Linked DNA regions of Zea mays: region 2 is linked to region 1. A link is a contact called in public Hi-C data. All regions are on one chromosome and are shown on one strand. Each heading gives the region's core, a stretch centred on a gene start, on an enhancer-like site or on the middle of the called end of the contact. The rest is flanking DNA. Distances are from core to core; before and after follow the strand shown. Region 1 holds the start of LOC100274447. Region 2 holds the start of LOC100279078 (Mediator of RNA polymerase II transcription subunit 30).

Region 1 (5,536 bases), core at 1,858-4,357:
ACCACCATAGAAGAAAATACACAAATGAGAACGACACCGAGGCACTGTTTTTTAATGAGGTTCGGCGATATGCCTACATCCTCGGCATGACTACGGGCACTCCTCCCCATAAAAACAGCAGCTACACTGTCATCCAGGCACAGGGCGCTCCCGCAGCCTTGTCACCAGCCAAACCAACCGCCAAGTCATCTCAAGGTTACAATTGGGGTTGCCTCATGTTTATGGCCACCTAGACTACAGAGTTCGACTCCAACTCTATCCCAGCCCCGAATACAACTCAAGTCGTAGCGTCACCAAATTGTACATATTCGACAAATATCTAACACTGTTCTACAGTACAAGTTAAGTAAGCATAAAAGAGCTCGAAAAGAATAACAGAACATTTATTTCCACACCTGCATGTATGTTATTTGTTTATATTCCAAAGCTTTATTCTTCACAGCTCCATTTGCTCCATCCTGTGACAAGAACCAATGAAAAAAGGACTTCCCCACACACTTCATGGGCCCAAGAAAAGAAATTGGTATTGCCAGTACCTGAGATATAAAAAGCGGAAACTTCGAAGCAACTGATGTCTGATACCTGGAACATATACATCACTCATTTAGAAAGGGGCTCTATGCACCAAGCTACAACGAGCTAAACACTACAAATGATCAACACTAGGTGGATTCTAGTACCAAATTAGGAAACATTTTAGGAAATCAAGAATAGAATAGTTTTTTTTTTGCCTTTTGAAAATGAATGATTCAGACATGAACCATACTTCAGGATAGATTCAACTGTTCTCTCTAAATAGTCTGGTCGATTGCAAGCCATTATGACAACAGCAGCAACGGGAACCACATTCTTGTCTAGTAGCTTCTGCACACTCCTTTCTGCATCAACAGAAATGTTAAATAAACGGTTAGAAAGTATACAAGGGTAGAATATACATAAAAGGAAAAATAGTTTACAGTTAAGAAAATATACAATTTCTGACCCAAGAAGCAGATCTTAGGGGGTGTTTGAATGCACTAAAGCTAATAGTTAGTGGCTAAAATTAGTTCGAGACATCCAAACACTATAACTAATAGTTCAACTATTAGCCATTATTAGTAAATTAGCTAGTTACTTATTAGTTACCTAATTCTACTAGTAATTTTTTAGCCAACTATGTATTAGCTCTAGTGCATTCAAACACCCCCTTAACTGGAAGGTTTATGTACCAGAGGTCTCACTTCTGTAATTTGGCATTTGGACAATAACATTTAGCAAATTTTACTATGATCCATTTGTTGCAATTCTATTTTCAAACATACTTTACTCAGATTTATACATATACTACACAAAGTTCAAAATATTCTCACATATACAACTCATAGAAAACGATATTTGAATTCCTGAAAAGAACGTTAATTTCAAGAGGGAGAGGAAGGGCCTCTAGCTGAGTTGGTTAGGTGGTCTGAGTAGCACTCCTCAGGTCCTGAGTTCGACTCTCCGTGGGAGCAAATTTCATACTAGGGTTAAAAAATCCCCTCATCTATCCCCACGACAAAGCGCAGGTCTAAGGACTAGCCCTGGTAGTGGTCGTTCTCACATAGGCTATGGTGCCGATGTGTATGGGTGGGGCAGGAGTTCATAATGTGCATAATGCTCCAGTAGAGCAAGGTTCTGATGGGTGAATGATGTAGTACCCTACAACCTAAAAGGCCTACTCCACGTATCTTAACTGAAACAGTTGGAGGACAAAGAAATTCAACTGAGGACAAGGCTAACCAACAAAATGAATAATCAAATGCTAGAAGAAGGTGATGGTTCATACTTTCAAGATCCTTTATCAAAATCCTCAGATGTGCACGTTCTTCATCTTGCCGTACCTTTATCTCTGTTGCATCACCGAAATTTTATAATGTTAATTACCCACTAGATCTGTCAGTCAAGATAATACACAAAAGCAGACAACGCCTCAGAAGGAATAGAAGGAATTTTCGTAAAGCAGGGAAAATCATATCTCTACTATCATGATCAGATCAGTGTCAAGATATACAAGTTTATTCAGGAGTTGATTGGTGAAGATGAGCATTATAACAATTTAGCATCAGGAAAAGCCACAAGTTTTGTCACAGAGCGCAGAGCCACAGAGCAAAATAGAAGTCACAGCTAGCATTAGTTGAGTAGTAAATATCCAAGACAGTGCCAGGAACTACATATCACAGTCAATTCTATCTTGCAAACATTGCATTTGAACAACCTCATAGATGTGCCTGATTTGAGTTGTAACTGTAATGTCCAAAAAAATATCACATGGAGGTGCAAGTTTCAAGTGTTTGTACCTTCCAATGCTACAATCTTCTCCTGCTGCATGCTGACTTGATCGATCAAGGACTTTAATTGACTGGTGCATTGATTTTCAGATCTTTCCTGTATGGAGCAAACTACAGGTGTAAACAACTTTTGAGTTATGGAATGCCTTCGATCCTAGTCCTGCAGCGAGTCCACGGAGAGATGGAAGGCTTGGAAATGCGTAGATGAAGAAGAGATAGAAAGGGAGGGGAGACAATTAATAATACTTACTGCTTCCGCAAGACGGTCCGCATAATGGGACTGAGTAGCAAAGAGGCGCACCTAAACGGAGAGACTGTCAACTATAGCTCACACATAGAGATGGAAATAGAATGAATTCATAGCATCCAGAGACCAGGACACCGAGAACTCGATTGGACAGCGTACAGGGAAACAAAAAGAAAGGCCAAGTAGGCTTCCATACTTGGATGTAGATGAAAGCTGCAGCTGCAGCGAGGAGGAGGAGGCGGAGGTCGCAGGGGCTCCGAGCCATCGCCGGCCGCTTGGAATAATCGAAATCGTTTTACAACCGCATACCACTTCCACTGTATTCTTCTGGGCACAAGAAAAACAATGGAAGATATTACTCAAAAACGACTGCAAACACTCGTGACTAGATCAGATCCGATCCTAAGACAGATAGCCAAATAGCTTCAATTGTGGCGCGGGTGCTCATTTTTGCACGGAAGGAAGCGAAGGTAAGGGGCAGGCATACCTGGTGTGCACGCGCTCGTCGCCGGCAAAGGACCCGAGCCCGACGAGGCGACGAAGACCTTGGCAGCTGGGACTGGGAGTAGAGACGGCGGTCGTGTTCGGTTGCCCAGATGCGAGATATGGAACCAATATTTTAAAAAACTGAGTGTTGGAACGATTTTTTAATAGAAAAGTCTAAATTACTCACATTATCCATTCACAATGTTCATATAACTCCTAAACTATTTTTAGTTTAATTTACCCCTCCATGTGTGTTTGAGTTGGTCCAATCTACTCCTTAATAAAACTTGTCTTTTTATTTTTATACACAAACTAAGTTTTTGGTTCAAATTTGTTGGTTAGTAGTTGTCGGATACCATAATTAGAGATACCTAGATTATGTACTTAAACATACCAAAACACCCGAGTACCAGAGAATCACAGGGCAAAACGCGCTCCCGACCTCCAAGGTCATACAGGACCAAATCACAATTCACCCGAGGCTCCGCACGCCGGCCGCACAGCTACGCTTCACCCCGAGCCCAACCTCGGCGCGAACGCTACGCCTGCAGGCTACAGGGGTCCGCAACTCACACGGGGAGCACCCTTGGACGAAAAAATAGTGTTTAGGCGAATCTTTGACAAGATCGTAGTCTTGTTGCCACTGTACACCTCTAGAGCTGGGCAGGTTAGGTATGCGCATTGAATTCGGTTGTCCCCCGCTGGCCTTCGAGCATGCCTTGTCTTTATCGCCTGAGATGGGTTTGGGCGAGGTGGAAATGGTGGCCCTAGAGTGAGGGAGCCTCGGGCGAGACTGAGATTCCCCCGAGCATGTGACCTACTTGAGACCGAGCTTGGGTGAGCCGGGGATTTCGGAAGACCCTCACCGGGGGGGCTCGGTTGGAACGGAGCTTTGGGGAGGGCCCTCGACGTGAACATCGAGCGAGGCGGAGCTCTGGTTGCTCGTTCTCGGGGGATGCACCTGGGTAGAGTTCTTTAAGCGTGTTTTAAGGGCGTAATCTGGCTGCCCCTAATTATTGTCCCCAACAATTTCTTTGATTGAGTGCGATGTGTTGTGGAGTTATACCCACAATAAAATTTAAAAATATATGCATATATATAAACAAATTAGATGGATAGTTAAACTAATCTAATCTACCTAATCGACCCAATCTAATCAAATTTGATCTAGTGAGATCTAATCCAAACTAAACATATCTAATCTAATCTAAGTCCTCGCCTCATTTGATTCATCTTTCTTTGCACCTAACTAAAGGTTAGGATTAACTAACCTAGATTTGTTATCACTCGTAAAATAGATTAGTCAAGCAAATTGGACTCTACCCCTAGAAAACTCTACCCTATAATTTCTTTGCTAGCCTAATTCACTTTTCCATAAATTGGTACTGTATCCTAACTTGGCCAAATACAAGTACATGTCCTACATATTAGGTTGCATAACCTATCCATTCCAACCTAAAGTCAAACAAGACTTTGACCTACCTTTACCAAGACCGGAGAAGGAATAGATCAATATGCTCAATTTCATCAAGGAAGGATAAGAGTCAAAACCAAATCTCCAAATTAATCAGGATCTACCAGGGATAAAGCTTTCCTTGCCCTAGTCTTCTCACCCCAACCATCTTGAAACCTACCTAATAGCTAAATATGCCCTTACAACCTGCCAAAAAGTATTAAAAAACCTTTTGATTTTTAGAATCAATTGGAAACCAAGAGCTAAACTACAAACCAAACTTTCTGCATCCCTTCCTTACTAATCTCGAGGAAGCTTTCCTTGCTCTAAACTTTTCCCTTACCACAACTTTCCCCTACTTCTACCTAATAGGCTAACATCGAAGATATCGATGCTTTTCTTACTACTTCCTAATTAGTATTATTACTAGGTAGGTACCCGTGCGTTGCAACGGAAACATATAATACTACGATAACTTATATATATATATATATAATATGTGTTATACTGTGTGTGTCCCTCGTTCTCTCTCAACGATAGTACACCCTCGAGATTCTGGAGCGCGCTGGCATGACAAGCCTTGCAGTATCCCGGTGAACACTCAGGTCAAGCTCTCCTCCGATGGCTCACCGGTTCCAGATAAAAATAAATATGCTTTAGTTGCTCATATCAACTAAGGTGATAAGCGACACGTGCCAAGAGCCCGAATTTATGAGCCAATAAGATGACAATCACTGTAAATATGTTTTCACACATTCAATTGGCCCCTCAATTATGTTAGTATGCACACATGCATCAGAATACCATAATTTATCAAGTAATAACATGAGAATATGTTACTCCTACAAATGATGTTATTACACCACGAACAGAGATGTCATTCCAAAATATTCATCATGTAACGAATGGGTGATAAGATGAATTAATACTATCAGCATTTCCCAAGTTCCTTCAGTACAAATTCCAGAACTGCTATACAGAACGCGGGTGGTAGGCTGGCCTGCGGGTGGTTCGAAACTGGAGAGACTTCGCGGCGATGGATTT
Region 2 (6,094 bases), core at 901-3,400, 220 kb before region 1:
CTACTAAAATGACAACATTAAATTAATTCATACTATTCCTCCTATGGATGAATTAAAGAGACGTGCTTATTGCAAGTGTCATAATTCTTTTTCCCATGGCACCAATGATAGTAATGATTTTCATCGACAGATACAATCGGCCATAAATGAGGGTTGGTTGGCTTTTCAGGAGATGCAAGTGGACACACAACCATTCTCTATCAATACAATAGAACCCACAAGCAAAAGGGTCTTGGTTCAGCCCGAAGTAGCCGATAAAGGCAAAGGCAAAAACATCGTCATTGGCGATTCTCGCATGTCGAATATATCACAAGAAGAGATTGCTCGGAAAGCTCCGGACAGAAAGACTAACAAGCCCGAAGATGCCGGGGGCAGACTCAATCAAGCAGTTGAGCAAAGCTCCCTGACTCGAGCATCGCGGACTGTCTGGCACCTGCACGCGGACAGTCCGGTGCGCATGCAGATGGTCCGGCTGACTCACCCGGACAGTCCGCCGATGGCCAGGGGCGTCAGCCTCCACACAAAGCGAGAAAAGAGACACGGGGGCAAAGCAAACATAACGCACATGGTCGGATGGTAAAAGTCGGCCCTACTTTCAATCAATTGCTCGCCAAATATGCTGGCAAGAAGACCGTTCTACACGATCGGCCATCAAAGAAAACGACCGAACAAAACGTTCCGAAAGGCGACGCAACAAGCATCCCCTATTCATTCGGTGATGCCAGGATACTTTCCACCCTCCTACTTATCGTTGATATATTATCCTTTTCAAATATGGAATGGTACGACGATGAACCCTTGGTACATGCATAGTTTCTTTGCCTATTCAGGCTAGGGGCACCTCCATTTTATACCTTTTGATGCATTGATCAGATGATCATGGTCGATAAAGATGCAATCTGAAACGACCTTTATGCATTAGAGCTCTATTGAATAATCACCCTATTGGCTTGAAAAGTCGGTGACTTGCATCAGGTTTAGCTCTTACTTCGGGAATAAAGTGACTTGTGAGATCTAGTATTTCCCCAAGGATGCTAGTAGTACATATGCTTTTGGTTCGTCAACCTCCACCAAAAGGCAGAGGCATATGATGATAATCGAAAGTGGCATGGTGGATGGTCTGGCCCTAAGGCCGGACGATCCGCGGTCCGGACGGTCCGCCGTAGTGGCGCGGACCGTCCGCGCGTGCGCAGAGTCAGTTAGGGTTCCGATTTTCTTGTGAGATTTGTTAGTTAAACCTGTAGGATTATCTCGAGAACCGACTTGTAACGGGTCCAGACCTCCTCCCTTTATATAGATGAAGGGCTACGACTAATTGAACCACCACAATCGATTAAATCGAATCTACTTATCGTTTTACTTAATGCATTAGGAATAACTCTAGTTTAGTCCTAGTTTAGCCTCCCTCTACCTCAAATATCCACCTCTCTTCGGCTCTACGTCGACTAGAGGCGTCTTAGGTGTCCTGCCGACCCAAGACACACCCTAGAATCTCTCCTCCCCGACGGGATCCCTCCCGGGAGGCGAGATCTAGGTCTGCTGTGAAGAAGATGATCCTCTGCGCCATCGCGAACCGTCTGAGCCCCAGTCGCGGACCGTCCGGACGTACGCAGAGGAAGAGACGCTGCTGCGCACAGGTCACGGACCGTCCAACCCTGTGCCGCGGATCGTCCGCATCTCCATAGAGAGCACCGCTGGGCGGTTCATCTCTAGTGTTTGGTGTCTAGATCGACGCCAACAATACCCACACCCACCATACTCGATGGATGTAACAAAATGACCAACAAAATATCTGTGTATTAAAATTTGTCATACCCGTGTTTTAAAAGAGTTTTTACCATCTCATATTTGGGTACCCATTGTCATCCAAAGAAACAACCAGAGGAGTCCGATTTTGTGCGACGAGGAAGCAGCTGTGTGCGATTTTACAGTTGATGGAGAAAAAAAAATCATCTTTACAATAGTTGAGGAGGATAAAATGGATTTTTTCCTAGTAATAGCAGTTGGGTCTGGTCCATCAAGGAAGAGAGTACTTGGGCTTCGGCGACCTGTGTCGGCTCATACTGGGCTCGGAAAGCGCTTTGGCATCATGCAACAGTGGCCAGGCCCATACTGCCAGTAGTGGAGTAACAGCTACTTGCTCCGCGGTCTGGAAAGGTATTTTCTCGCCTTCTCGGCGCGCTACGCCTACGACTGAGCTGAAAGAAGCGGTAGATCGGCGTTAGCGGCGAGCTAGGGTTCCGGCGAGTGCACCCAATGGCATCGGAGGCGGCGCGGCGGCGGCAGGAGATGGCAGAGGAGGGGCAACGGCACCTGGAGGAGACTATCGCAGCCTCGTTCCAGATCCTCGTATCGATGAACGACGAGCTCTGCAACGCCGGCCTTTGGTCCTCCTCATCCGTCTCGGCCACCGCTGCGGCTGGCTACCAGCACCATCACTCTGCTACTCTTCCGACCCCACACTCTGTAGATTCCGACGCCGCCGACGCAGGGGGCGCGCCCAGCCCCGGCGGGTCGCTCGACGAGGCGAGGCACCGCTACAAGTCAGCCGTGGCGGCGCTGCGGGCATCTATCTCTGCCGTGTCGTCCTGCGCTCAGGTTTGACCTTGATGCAACTTATGCTCCTGGCGCTCATGCGGAAAAGTGTTTTAGGCACATTCTTCTGTGATGAAAGATAGCACTTGCTGTAAAAAAAAGCAGGGCATTTTCATGTAGGGGAGCCCAAAGCAAATTCTTGAGACTGCTAGATATTTGCAATGCTAACGATTCCTGTAATGCTTTAGTGGCCATTGGTGTGGAGGGACCGAGGGAGCCAACAAATTTCCATTTCCAAAGCTGGCAATTTTTTATTTTCATAGAGAGATCCATATTTGGTGGCACTGGCACAATTATAAAGATAAAAATATTGACGTGAACTCGAGAAGTATGTAGTGCTATGTTAGACAATCGGGAGTGTTTGAATGCACTAGAGCTAATAGTTAGCTGCTAAAATTAGCTGAAGACATCCAAACACTTTAGCTAATAGTTCAGCTATTAGCTATTTTTAGCAAATTAGTTGATAGATAGCTAGCTAATTCTACTAGTAGTTTTTTAGCCAACTAACTATTAGCTCTAGTGCATTCAAACATCCCCGATATTTTTGAGAAAACAATCTTGTCTTCCTAAAAAGAACATCATTGGCAACCTAGGATTGACTATTCTCTGTTTTTTTTTTGAAGAAACATGATTACTGCATGGACTTTGATACTGTCTCCATCCATTCGTTTTGAGTGTGTTTCATCTCAAGGCATGTACCTAGGATCCAATCAAAATGAATCATTTACCAGTCAAGCTTAAATTACTGGTTGATGAACCTCTTCCCACCGGACCAACTTAGGAGTCTGCTGCATTCATGCATGTCAAAGCACGGGGTACTATCGACCAAAATTTTAAAACGTGCCTGGGGAGAACCAATTAATATGCCTAAGGCTTCTGGACAAAAGGAGAAGCGAAAGGTGTCTAGGAAAATGGGCAAAGGGAGAATTATTAAGGACAAAGCCAACTAGTAAATAGCAACAAACATGGATTTTAGTTAACCAGAACTTGCTTTTCACATTATATGTAGAAGACTTTACCTTACCTTAAAAGAAGAAGGTTAATATTATCCCATCATATTCCTAATTGGTCAAGCCTGATTTTTGCTCACTGTTCAAGATAAAATTAGTTTGTCAATGCTAGTTGAAATTGATCTAGGTTTCTTATCCTTCCCACTGTCCCACGTATGACTTCTCTAAGAATTCATGCATACTCAATTTGTCAGGACATTGGATCAACAGAATCTGAAGCTGACCATGCAGAGATTGAGAGATTGGAAGAGCATGCTTCTGCTTTGAGAAAGGTGCTACCCTGTAATTTCTCTAGTTAGTTTAATCTAGTCTACTATATTATATTACTCTCAAAGTTTGGACAGCTGTGTGAATTATATTTGCCCATTTGCAATCCAAGCCGTGTCTTCCTGTTATCTTCAGGCGGCAAGTTCTTTTATGTTCTATTCATAAGTAGTTAAGTACAGAGTGAGGAAATACTGTTTTTCTATCCTTTTCCAGCATTTTTTCAATCTTTTTTTGTGATTTGAAGAGTATAGTTCTATGTGTCGCTATCAATTTAGTTTTGGATTTCATCTATGGTAGCATATGCTGTATTTAGAAATCGAAAGAAACATGATTTTTGTCAACTTCTGATATACACTTCTTTTATCAAGCTAATTTAACACACATTTGACAGATAAATTCATATCTTTCTAACATTGAGATCTAATGCAGGAAATTGAAAGCAAAAACAAGCAAGTAAAACTCCTCATTGATCAGCTCCGTGACCTAATAGCTGACATAGCAATGTGGCAGAGCCCTTGCTCAGTGTGAAGTGTCGAAGTTAGAGACCGTAGCCTGGACGTCTGGTATAGGCATACTGTGCATGTTGGTTAACTGACCACTTGGAAGGGAGCAATAGATGGAATATGACTGGGCTGCACGGGAAAAGAAAATGAAGCTGTCCAATGCAGATAGGGATGTAATATGTTGGACATGAATGTTATTTTGGACACGACTGTAGATACACGTATCTTTTTGAAACGTGTGGATTTTCGCTGTGACGAAAGTCCTGTAATGTTTTCTTGTGTTTCCTTGAGAAAAACAATCTAGAATGATATTTGGATTCTCACATGCAATGCACATTATTTCTGTTAACTGAAAAAGGAAGAAAGATTGCAATGTGCGCGTTTAACAGTCTGAAGTTGCGTTTTGCCAGTCATATAATGACTTCATACAATGATTATATTAGATTCTTGAATGATGAAAGGAATACTTCGATTGATCTGTCGTCTATGTACAAGCCTTGGGAAACAATATCTTACAAGTACGTGATAAAAAAAGGTCATATTAGGAGCCACCGTATGACATGAATGGTCTGTATTAGTTTTAACAGCATTATTGAAGTATTCCTTTACTAACAACATTAACATTATTGAGGTATTCCTTCAACTGTAATTAGTACTCCCTCAGTCTCTCAGAGGTTGGTTATGTTACCTCTGTTCTCTAATATTTGTCGTTGGCTAATTTATTTTTAAACTAAATCATGACAAATAAAAAAGAATAGAGAGAATACCTTATATACATGGGATAGAGGGAGTAATAAAAACGTCTCTAGTTGAAGGGAACGTATCTGATGCTTAAAGGGGTATGATGCTCATATGCACATTTTAAATTTAGTGTATCCATTTTATATCTAACAGTATATCTAACAGCAGCACCAATTTTGTGAAGCACCCTTTCCACCTTCCTCCCCTGGTGAAAGGGGTTTTTTTGTAAAATTAGCTGGTGTCATTGAATGTAAAATGAATGCACCAAATTTAAAATATGTATATGAGCAACATACCCTTTTGAGCATCAGATACGTTTCCCTAGTACCCCTTTGAGCACCAGATACGTTCCCCTAGCTGAATGGGTTAAGTGATTAAGTGGGACCCTTAGGTCGTCCTAAGTTTGACTCATAGAAGTGATTTTTTTAATACAATGTCTCATGCTGTCTTTTTTTTAACAGCATTATGAAGTTCTGCCATTGTTGAGAAACTGATTTTTTCCAAACTGGCGAAGCCAACAACCCATAAAAAATATACTTAATTGATCTGCCATTGTCAAAATATACCTAAATACAGAAAGTGAAAATACATCGTGGCAGAAATAATCTACTTTCGATTTCGCTAACACTGTACAATTAGACGGCCAATTAGTAGCAACTGGAACACATTCCCTAAATACTTAATTTATGTCATTGATGGGTGCTGGCAGATCTCGAGACATAAATGCTCCTTACATGAAGTCGTTGATCCCTAATAAGTAATAACTCTAAATCACTGTCAAATATTGATGTTACTTCATTTGATCCTTCCAATTCTGCATGCATTTACAAGAAGCATCTGATTAGTGATTAGTCATAACATGAAGATTGGAATTGATGAAAAGAGAGCAAAACTAGATGCACTTTAATGGCTGTTCTGGATTCTCTAATTCTGTTTATATGTGTATCGAGTTGACATTTAAACTGATTAACCTAGCAT

What was found. A called contact is a pair of places that touch in the nucleus more often than the background predicts.
Region 2: a contact with region 1 is called in a Hi-C map of ear, with 2.8 times the contacts expected there. The contact joins the promoter of LOC100279078 here to the promoter of LOC100274447 in region 1. A contact is called at or near these places in 6 of 25 Hi-C or Micro-C datasets (ear, endosperm, leaf and 2 more).

What each region holds. Positions count from the first base shown.
Region 1 is chr10:111,751,167-111,756,702 of Zm-B73-REFERENCE-NAM-5.0, reverse strand. It overlaps LOC100274447, which reads right to left and starts at 3,107. Exons shown (of 18, transcript NM_001148806.1): 1 at 3,041-3,107; 2 at 2,750-2,880; 3 at 2,557-2,607; 4 at 2,316-2,403; 5 at 1,805-1,867; 6 at 767-878; 7 at 537-582; 8 at 396-458. The coding sequence starts at 2,818.
Region 2 is chr10:111,965,619-111,971,712 of Zm-B73-REFERENCE-NAM-5.0, reverse strand. LOC100279078 (Mediator of RNA polymerase II transcription subunit 30) reads left to right here and starts at 2,150. Exons shown (of 3, transcript NM_001152128.1): 1 at 2,150-2,598; 2 at 3,800-3,877; 3 at 4,302-4,726. The coding sequence starts at 2,257. The coding sequence ends at 4,400. It overlaps LOC103642708 (calmodulin-binding transcription activator 4), which reads right to left. Exons shown (of 12, transcript XM_035963460.1): 12 at 5,636-5,930. The coding sequence ends at 5,907.